Regions from separate parts of the Zea mays genome. Here all the other regions are linked to region 1. The links are chromatin contacts, called in public Hi-C maps. All regions are on one chromosome and are shown on one strand. Each heading gives the region's core, a stretch centred on a gene start, on an enhancer-like site or on the middle of the called end of the contact. The rest is flanking DNA. Distances are from core to core; before and after follow the strand shown.

Region 1 (2,826 bases), core at 134-2,633:
TGGGGCTTCAATTGGAAAATTGCTTTGTTTCTTTTGGCAGCTGTTCCAGAACTTGGCACAGTACACGAGGAAGCCTTGGATGATGCTGACATTGACCTGCTTCCCATAACTTGGACATCATCTTCTTGTCCTGCTTCATCTTCCATTACATCGTCATCTAGGTACAACGGCCTAGCCCGCTTCCCATTATTCAAAGCTTCATTCATCTATTTAGCAATCTCTCTAGTAGTGTTAGGACACTTGACAATGTCTCCATAGCCACCAGCTAGATGTTGTTTCACCCTCTTGATACCTCCTTTTATTTGTTTGGGGCACAAAGCACATTGAATCAGCTCTCGCTTTCCCGCCTCAACATAGTACGCATATTTCCATCTTGGATCATTTGACTTTGGCCTTCGTGACTGATCTTTGAGTGGGTCATAGGAGTCATTAGCCTCGCTATTTGTTGCCATTGAAATTGAAATTCACTGCACACTTTAGCCTGCAACACACAGTAGAATGGTATTGATATATTGTACATTTAGCCTACAACACACCTTGGCTGGAGCACTGGCTGGTGGCTGCTTCACTGCGCACTGGCTGGAGCACTGCAACGGCTAAAGCCTGGTTGTTATTCCTCCTTCTCAACACACATTGCCCTTTGCCAACATCATCCTATTCCTTCCAGCTTCCTGGCCGAGCAGTGCCTTACTGCCTTCATTCCGGCAGGGCAGCTATGCCACCATGTCTCTAGCTAGACAGCTACACTACACATCTCTCTAGCTAGCTCTCTCTCTCTCTCTCTCTCTGCTCCGGCAGGGCATCACCTCACCTGAGCCATTGCAGTGCTCCAGTCCGGGATTTGGAGCAAATGAGCAATGGCGCCATGTCGCTGCCGGGTTGGCGCCGCGCCTGTACGTGGAGGGAAGAGGGAAGAGGGAGGCCGACCGACGGCGTACCTGGAGAGCGTCCGACGGCGTCTGGCGCGATGGAGTCTGGGCGCGATTTCGTTTCTAGCGGCTAGCGGCTCTTGCGCGATGGCGGCTGGGAACTGGCGTCTGGGCGATTTCGTTTCTGCGGCTCCTGGGCGCGATGGATGAGCCGGCTGGGTAAAGGCCCATTATGGCCCACTAACTCACATGCCCGTAGAACGTCCATACAACTGAGAAAACGTCCAGAACGTGCGTTCCGACGTGTAAACGACGTTTAAACGTCCAGAACAGACGTTCTACGTGGTTTTCGTAAAACGTGCGGACGCTTTAGCTACTAATCACGTTTTAGCGCTTTTGTAAAACGTGCTGACGCTTTAGCTACTAATCACGTTTTAGCGCTTAAGCGTCGTTTAAACGACGTTTTAATAACCATGCACGGCCTAAATATAATCGTGTGCCGTCGAGCATTGCATTGTACTGGTTAAAAAAACGACTTAACGTAGGCGCGGAGATCGGAGCGTGGTGCGGCGTGCCACGGGCGTGCGGAGCTCTCCTCCGTGGATCTCCGCGCAGTCGTGGCGGCAGCGGCGTGCGTCCCTGCTGTGAGCTTCCTCGCACCGTGTCTGTGCCTCTTGTTGGTTGCTTCGTACCCCTACATTTTCTTCTCTTAGCGCGCCTCTTCCCATGTCGCGGTAGGGCAGAGCCAAACCCTAACCCTAGCTTCCTCCAGTGCGCCTTCCTCGTGAGGCCGTATACATGGACGCGAAGGACATACTAGGGCTTCCGAAGACCCCCTTCTCGTCCTCCCAGGAGAAGAAATCGCGGCCGCCCAAGGAGCCGCAGCGCAAGCCTGATGGCGTCTCGCGCGAGGTATTTGTTCGCCCTGGCTCCTAGTCGCTGCTGCATGCCTGCAACGCAATGCTGATAAAATCTTGGAGATGTAGGTCTATGCCCTCACCGGAGGGGTGGGAATGCCCCCGCTCATGCCGACCATTGAGGCATCGCACCTGAAGAGGCGGCCTGCTGCGGAGAAAGAGAAGGTGAGGGAGTACAATTCTTCTCGCACCTATTGGAATTGGATAGCTTCTGAGCTACGCTGAGCTTTAAGCTACTCATAAACCACGCATTTGGAAAAATTTGGTGAAGTACATTGCTTATGTAATTTGAACCTGGAAATTAACTAAAACTCTGACCAATTAAAATAGCTTCACGTTACCAGATTAAGTTTTCTTATATTGGTTGGACCCACATGAACTTGTTGACCTGTAACATTTTTTATGTATATATATTATATAAAACCCCTTATGCTCCGTTTGGATGTTGATATTGGAGGGTATATAATTGAATTGGGTTCAATACCAAATCAGCCATGGTATTGAAATGAGATGTAATTCCAATTCTGTTGTTTGGATGTCACTATATTGGAGTCTAGAATTGTGTGGTCTAATTCCACACAATACAGAGGGGTGACGCTCTGTATTGGGAAAGGGAGTTTTCAGTTATAGTCTAATTCCAGGAATTGACTTTCTAATTTCCAAATCTCAATTCAATGTGCAATCAAACAATAGAATTTAGGAAAGCTGATTCCAATTCTCAATTCCGTGCACTAATATGTACATCCAAACAGGGTATTAGACTACAGATAAATATCCTAGTTTGTAACCAGCATAAGTGCAGTTAGAGTGATAATTCTGTTCAGTTTGTTTTCAATTATAAGCCAATTCTACTTAGTGGTTTACTGGGGTTTATGGCCCCCATAGAGATGAGGATAAACCAGCCTTTCTTTAAGAACTATCATATGTCAGAAATTTATGTACTGTCCCTTGGATGGTCGCAGGAGATTTCAACATGATTGTTTGTGCGGCAGAAAAAAATAATGCAAATCTGAATAGGGCTCTCATGGGTAGATTAGAAG
Region 2 (2,929 bases), core at 304-2,803, 420 kb before region 1:
TTTACGAAGAGATTCTTATTTTTCCAAGGTTTAATAAATTAATTTTTCTTAGAAAAATAGAAACCCTTCAGAAAATAGGGTTAACAAACTCGTCCTTAATTGAGTTATACATACCCTCATTATTATGGGACGTGTAGTTCACTTTATTAGGCTTGGGATGAAGAGAGTATATGCCATACGATATTCCTGGCAGTTGTGGGTGGGCCCGCCGACCAAGTAGCTCGTCGGGGATCGATGTGAAGGCTATTCCGTTGGTCGTCTCCAGCGGTCCAGCCCAATCCTAAAAATGAATCGGCCGCGTTCCCGTACGTACCGAGATTACGAGCTCCGATCACGCGGTCGCGAAGCCAATAACCCCGTTCACACGGCACTCCTATTCCTTCTCATAGCACGAATTTACCGCCCGGTTTGTAGAATTTTGTGTGAATGGGGTTGCGTTTTAGTGTATTCGTGCAAGAGTCTCGTGCTGAAGCAGCGAGTTTGATTTTTTTACCTTTTCCTCTTCGGATAAAATGGCGGCATATTTACAGAGCAGAACTTCCTCCCTCGCTCAAACGAAAAACATTAATTAATCTACAGCCAAACACAAATATACAAAAAAAAGAAAAAATACTAAAATTCTAATATTAACAAAATCCTCCGTCTGCGAAAGGATGAACCTCCCGAAGTCAACCGCCCGGCTACCGAACGCTAACGCCTAACGGCGAACGAAACAAAGAGAATCAACCGATCGAGCTCTCCCGCCGCGGACGAAACGGCGCGCGGAGGCTGGCCGCGGCCGGGCGGCGGTGAGGGTCGTCAGTAGGAGCAGGTGACCCGGTGCGCGGAGCGGTCCCGGAGCATGCCGCGGTAGAGCGCCTCACGGTTGGCAGGCATCATACGCTCCTCCGACCCCGCCGCGTCCCTGCAGGTGGCCGCCGACGACGACGACGCAGCGGCGGTGGCGGGCGCGGAGGACCTGGTCGGGCGCGGGGCGCCCTCATTGTCGACGACGTCGGGCGCGAACCGCACGCGCTTCTCGCCCCTGCGTCTCCTCGCCTTCGCCTTCGCCTTCGCCCCGCGCGGCCGCCTCTCTGCGCAGCAGCGAGCAAAAAGACCAGAGCCCGTTAGAAACGGAGAATCCCGTCAGCCGAAAGCGAAACAAACGCGGCAACAGGAGAGAGAGGAAGAAGAGCGACGGGTCTCGTATACGTACCTGACGACAAGAGACAGGGGCGCAGGGCGTGCTCCGGCGCGCCCTCCTCCGGCTCCGGCTCCGGCTCCGGCTCGGGGACATGGGAGAGGTGCGCGCGGCAGAGCGAGAAGATGACGAGAGAGCCGGAGAACGCGACGGCCGTGGCCGCGGCGAGCGCGAGGGAGCCTCCCATCGACGACGACGACGACGACGACGACGAGGACATGGATGATGTTGCCACGGTCAAGCCTTCGCGGTAGGTGGTGGGCGGGGCGGGTGGCTCGCCTTCCGCTTTCCTTCTCTTTGACGACTGACTCGCTTGTTCTCTCGGGACGGCACGGCGCGGTGCGGAACTGTGGTGGATGCGAGTGCGGGGGGGCCTCTGCCGCCCGCGGAGGGGGGTAAATAAAGGCACGCGCTGCGCCGCTGCCGTCCGCGGGCGAGAGGGGCAGAGGGCCACCTGCCTGCGGTCCCGACTCTGCTCGGGGTCCAAACTCCAAGGTAATTACGCCTAATCCAGCCTGCTTTTTCGAGCTGACGCCGACGGTTCATCCCGTCATTCTCGGGTCTGGGGCTGGCCTGGCTCTGGCTGGCGCGCTTGCCTTGATGGTTTTCACAGGCCCGGTCGGCTGCGCGGGTTGTTCTCAAAATTAGGCACGAGATAGTGGTGATAGTTTGTTTCAACCTCTTTTTTGCCTATTTATTAATGTTCCCTTGGCCTGTAAATTCAATTATTTTTCCCATGTTTCAGGACTTTTGCACGCTCATGATTTGAGGCGTGACCGCTTTAATTTGTCGACAAAAATGTGCCAACATGCACCTGTTTCTTTTTCTGTTTTGTCAATGAAAATATGTCGTTATATTCACATGGACCATATGTATTTCTAGGCATGAAAAAAAATGGAATGATCCAACCGTATAGGCCGGTCTATGAATTTTCCGTTGATGCTTTAACAAGACGAATACTTTGGACACTGATTGTAGGAACCAAAATAGAGCAACATAATTAGAGAAAAGACCTTCGTACTCATAGTCTATTCCGGAAGAAGAAGGTTAACATAATAAAAGATATTAGGATAATAGAATAGGATAAATAAGAACTTTTGGAAGAGATCGTTACTATTATAATACTTTTATTATTTCTTCTAAGTTACAAACGACTAGAGGTGTACCTTCGAGGGTTAAGGTAAGGATACGATGGTACAATTTTAGAGGTAGAGTGATTCACTCCTCCTACCTAAAAAGGTGCCCCTCTATATGATATTGTACCTTTATTTATAGTGACGAAGCACGGTACAACTCTATATAAGATTACAAATATGTCATTTGGTCCTATATATTGAGCATATATAATCCTCTAGGGGCATCACCGTCTTTCCATTTGTAGACATGTTAAATAAGCCTTTGGATTTCTCTCCTTCGTCTTCGTTGACTTATTGTCGCCTGTCCAGGTCATAGAGCCGAAGCTTCCTGATTCTGCTTTCGTGAGTACACCGTTTAATCGAAGGCTTTTGGACGAAGGTCGATTTCATCACTGCTTCAAAGATCCTAAAACAAACTTGAAAACAATCTATATATTAATGTTTTGAGACGCTTCGGCAGGATAAGACCTCCAACAGTAGCCCCTCGAGGTATTAGTTTGTTCTTCGTAACGAGCTCAGCCCACAGAATAAACGGAGGCCTCGTGCCAAAGGCCCACAAAACACCTTCCCCGAACTCGTTATGGAAAACGAATTCTTAAAAATACAATTTTGC
Region 3 (2,700 bases), core at 82-2,581, 500 kb before region 1:
AATAAAATAGTGTGTGCGGCAATGCTGCGCAAAAAATTTAGTTGATCCCCTTTTAATTTTGCAGTGTACTGTATTTAGTTGATGATTTTTTTAATGATCGTCATTGTAGTCCATTTAACACGCACTTTTTGTGACAATGACCTTTTCGTCATAATGGCGTCACCAAAATATAACCTGTGACAAACAAACACTAGTTAGAGACATAATCATAATGTCACAGAAGGCCTAAAAGGTTGTAGTGTATGCATTAACCAAAGCGAATATGTGCTAACTAAATACTGAAATACTAAACACTAAATAGTTAACAAAGTAAATACTAACTAAATAATAAACACTGATTAACCACTAACTAATTACTACAGAAATACTAACTCATTACCTTGCAGTGGCGGCGTGTAAGACGGACGGGCGGTGAAGTGGTTGGGGCGCGGGGGGCGCCGCTTGACTCGGCATCGGGGGCCGCGTTGGGCTCGACGTCGGCGGCCGCATTGGGCTCGATGTCGGCGTCCGAGCTGGCGGCGCTAGGCGGTCGTGCTAGAGGTGGGCGTGGGCGGCGGGACGAAGAAATGACGCGGGAGTGAGAGAAATGAGAGGAAGGAGACGGTCAGGCGCTTAAGTCCTAGCTCGGCGCCAAGATCTATGGCACCAAGCTAGGCGCCACGTCGGATGTCGTGTCATCCTACCTCGGCGTCAAGACCTATAGTGCTGAGGTGTCTTAACTCGGTGCCACAACCAATGACGTCGAGCATCGGATCCAAAAGTCGAAATAAGTCATCCAGGGGTCTAGATGTTATTTTTTTTTTGAAAAAACGATTAAAAAATAAAAAAATTCGGTGTGTTTTCTTGCAAAACAGACAGGCCACGTCACCAATAAGATCTCAACTGTTGGATCAAGCCATAAAGAAATATGAAGTATCTGATTTACATATGATATATTATATTTAGGTCCTGTGTGAATTTCGTTTTGTTTTGCGGTCCTTCCACGTCTTTTGACAAAGCTGCGCCGGACGCGATGGACTCGCCCTGCACCTGACCACGCTCGCAGATAACTGTGTCGACCTCGCATCGGCTGCGTCGAGCTCAGCACTGGGCCACTCGCATGGCTCGGCCACCACGCTGCTCCTCTGACCACGCATGTCATGTGCCTGCTCCTTCGCTGACCTTCGCATGTGCCTGCAGGCGAGTGTGCAGAGTTGTTGGGAGCGTCCGAGCGTGCATGCTCTATCTGACTATCACTGAAGAATATGTGTGGCCCCATAACATTAGTGAGACAAAAGATGAAAAAAAGTAAGAAGGAAGGTCCTGACATGTAGGCCCATAATGTCAGTGAGACAAAAGAGGAGGAAAAGTTTCTACCAACGGGGTTCCACAATGCTCCAAAGTTTTCTAGCTGACCTCTTCTATACGGAAGAGTAAAAAGCCACACTGCTACAAAAGGATTTGAGTCCCCACAAGGTACCAAAGGAACAAAAACAAGAAAAAAAATGCTCAAGAATTCTGAACACTACGTCAAAAAATTTATATGGTTTTGGAACCTTCGCAATTGTTCTTTTTTTTTCTTTTAATAGCCGCTTGTATGGATGGATTCTAAATATCCGAATTACATTATAAATTTAATAATTTAATGTAGATGTACATAAAATTTGGTTAATAAAATAGTGTGTGCGGCAATGCCGCGCAAAAAATTTAGTTGATCCCCTTCTAATTTTGCAGTCTACTGTATTGAGTTCGGCTAGTAGTTGAGCACACCAATGGATGGCGGGCATCGGACGTGAGGACATCAACGATCTGTTGCAGCACACGAGCACTTTTTCTAGTAAACACTTACACACACGCTCACAGCCTAACAGTAACACAATGTCCAAGGCTTTCCACAATGCGGTGATGCCATACAAAGAAAAATAGGCCCTACGTAAAAAACAGGAGCCACTAGCTGTTCTATGCCTCAACGGGAAGAGCATCACTGCTGTCCCCACATACCCTGTTATTTCTCTTTTCTTCCCTGTTTCTCTCCTCTATCCTTTCTGCTCCCCATGTTCTGGCTTTTGGCATCGATAGCTGCAACGTGGAGAGTGGGGCTCTAATCTTCTCTCTCTCTGTTTTTAGCATCACTTGTGCAACACATTGCGGTGGGCCTAATTGTGGCTACATAATAAACTCCTTGGTCATCTTTGTTCTCTCTCCCAGTAATCTTCCTCTCCACTTTCTTATTCAGTCCTGGTACCAGTGATGCCTATCGAATGGATTTAGATCGTGTAGTTTCTTGAACTTTGGTTTTTGTGTAAGATCTATCTTTTTCGCATAACAGGACCTTGTTTCTTATAGTTTTCATTTCTTCTTTTAATATTGCCGCCATGTCAACAAAAATATCCTATGTACCACCATAATAAACATATATTTATTAAATGACATGAAAACTATCCTCGTCATAACTAATGGTTAGAGTTATTAAGTTGCATGCACCAGCCAGTTGACTATTCTCTCTTGAGTTTCAGACCCATAAGATTCGAATCCGAGATCTTTGGCTCTGATATCATATTAAATTATATGCATCAACCAGTTTAACCTAAAAAAATAAATCGATAGAAAGAGGGTGGACAATTTACCTATATTATATTTCAACAAGAGTGTCCTTAACCTTAAGTATATTATTCTAATAGTAGTGGGAGTAGTTCCGAATACTTTCTTACTAATATCTCT

What was found. Hi-C and Micro-C count contacts between places; a contact is called where the count stands out from the background.
Region 2: a contact with region 1 is called in a Hi-C map of ear, with 1.6 times the contacts expected there. The contact joins the promoter of LOC100275516 here to the promoter of LOC100284452 in region 1. A contact is called at or near these places in 3 of 25 Hi-C or Micro-C datasets (ear and leaf).
Region 3: a contact with region 1 is called in a Hi-C map of endosperm, with 3 times the contacts expected there. The contact joins the enhancer-like site here to the promoter of LOC100284452 in region 1. A contact is called at or near these places in 11 of 25 Hi-C or Micro-C datasets (bundle sheath, ear, endosperm and 4 more).

The regions. Positions count from the first base shown.
Region 1 is chr5:117,188,034-117,190,859 of Zm-B73-REFERENCE-NAM-5.0, reverse strand. LOC100284452 (DNA methyltransferase 1-associated protein 1) reads left to right here and starts at 1,383. Exons shown (of 18, transcript NM_001157347.2): 1 at 1,383-1,532; 2 at 1,642-1,781; 3 at 1,856-1,951. The coding sequence starts at 1,668.
Region 2 is chr5:117,605,852-117,608,780 of Zm-B73-REFERENCE-NAM-5.0, reverse strand. LOC100275516 reads right to left here and starts at 1,553. Exons shown (of 2, transcript NM_001371601.1): 1 at 1,196-1,553; 2 at 493-1,073. The coding sequence starts at 1,400. The coding sequence ends at 799.
Region 3 is chr5:117,688,317-117,691,016 of Zm-B73-REFERENCE-NAM-5.0, reverse strand. It overlaps the pseudogene LOC109939757. Among protein-coding and RNA genes, the nearest start is that of LOC103626816, 9.2 kb to the right of the region's middle. Within about 2 kb of position 1,331, at least 7 of the 20 cell types and tissues checked have an H3K27ac peak or open chromatin away from gene starts, as enhancers often do. A contact at or near this core is called in bundle sheath and endosperm, where this site is marked.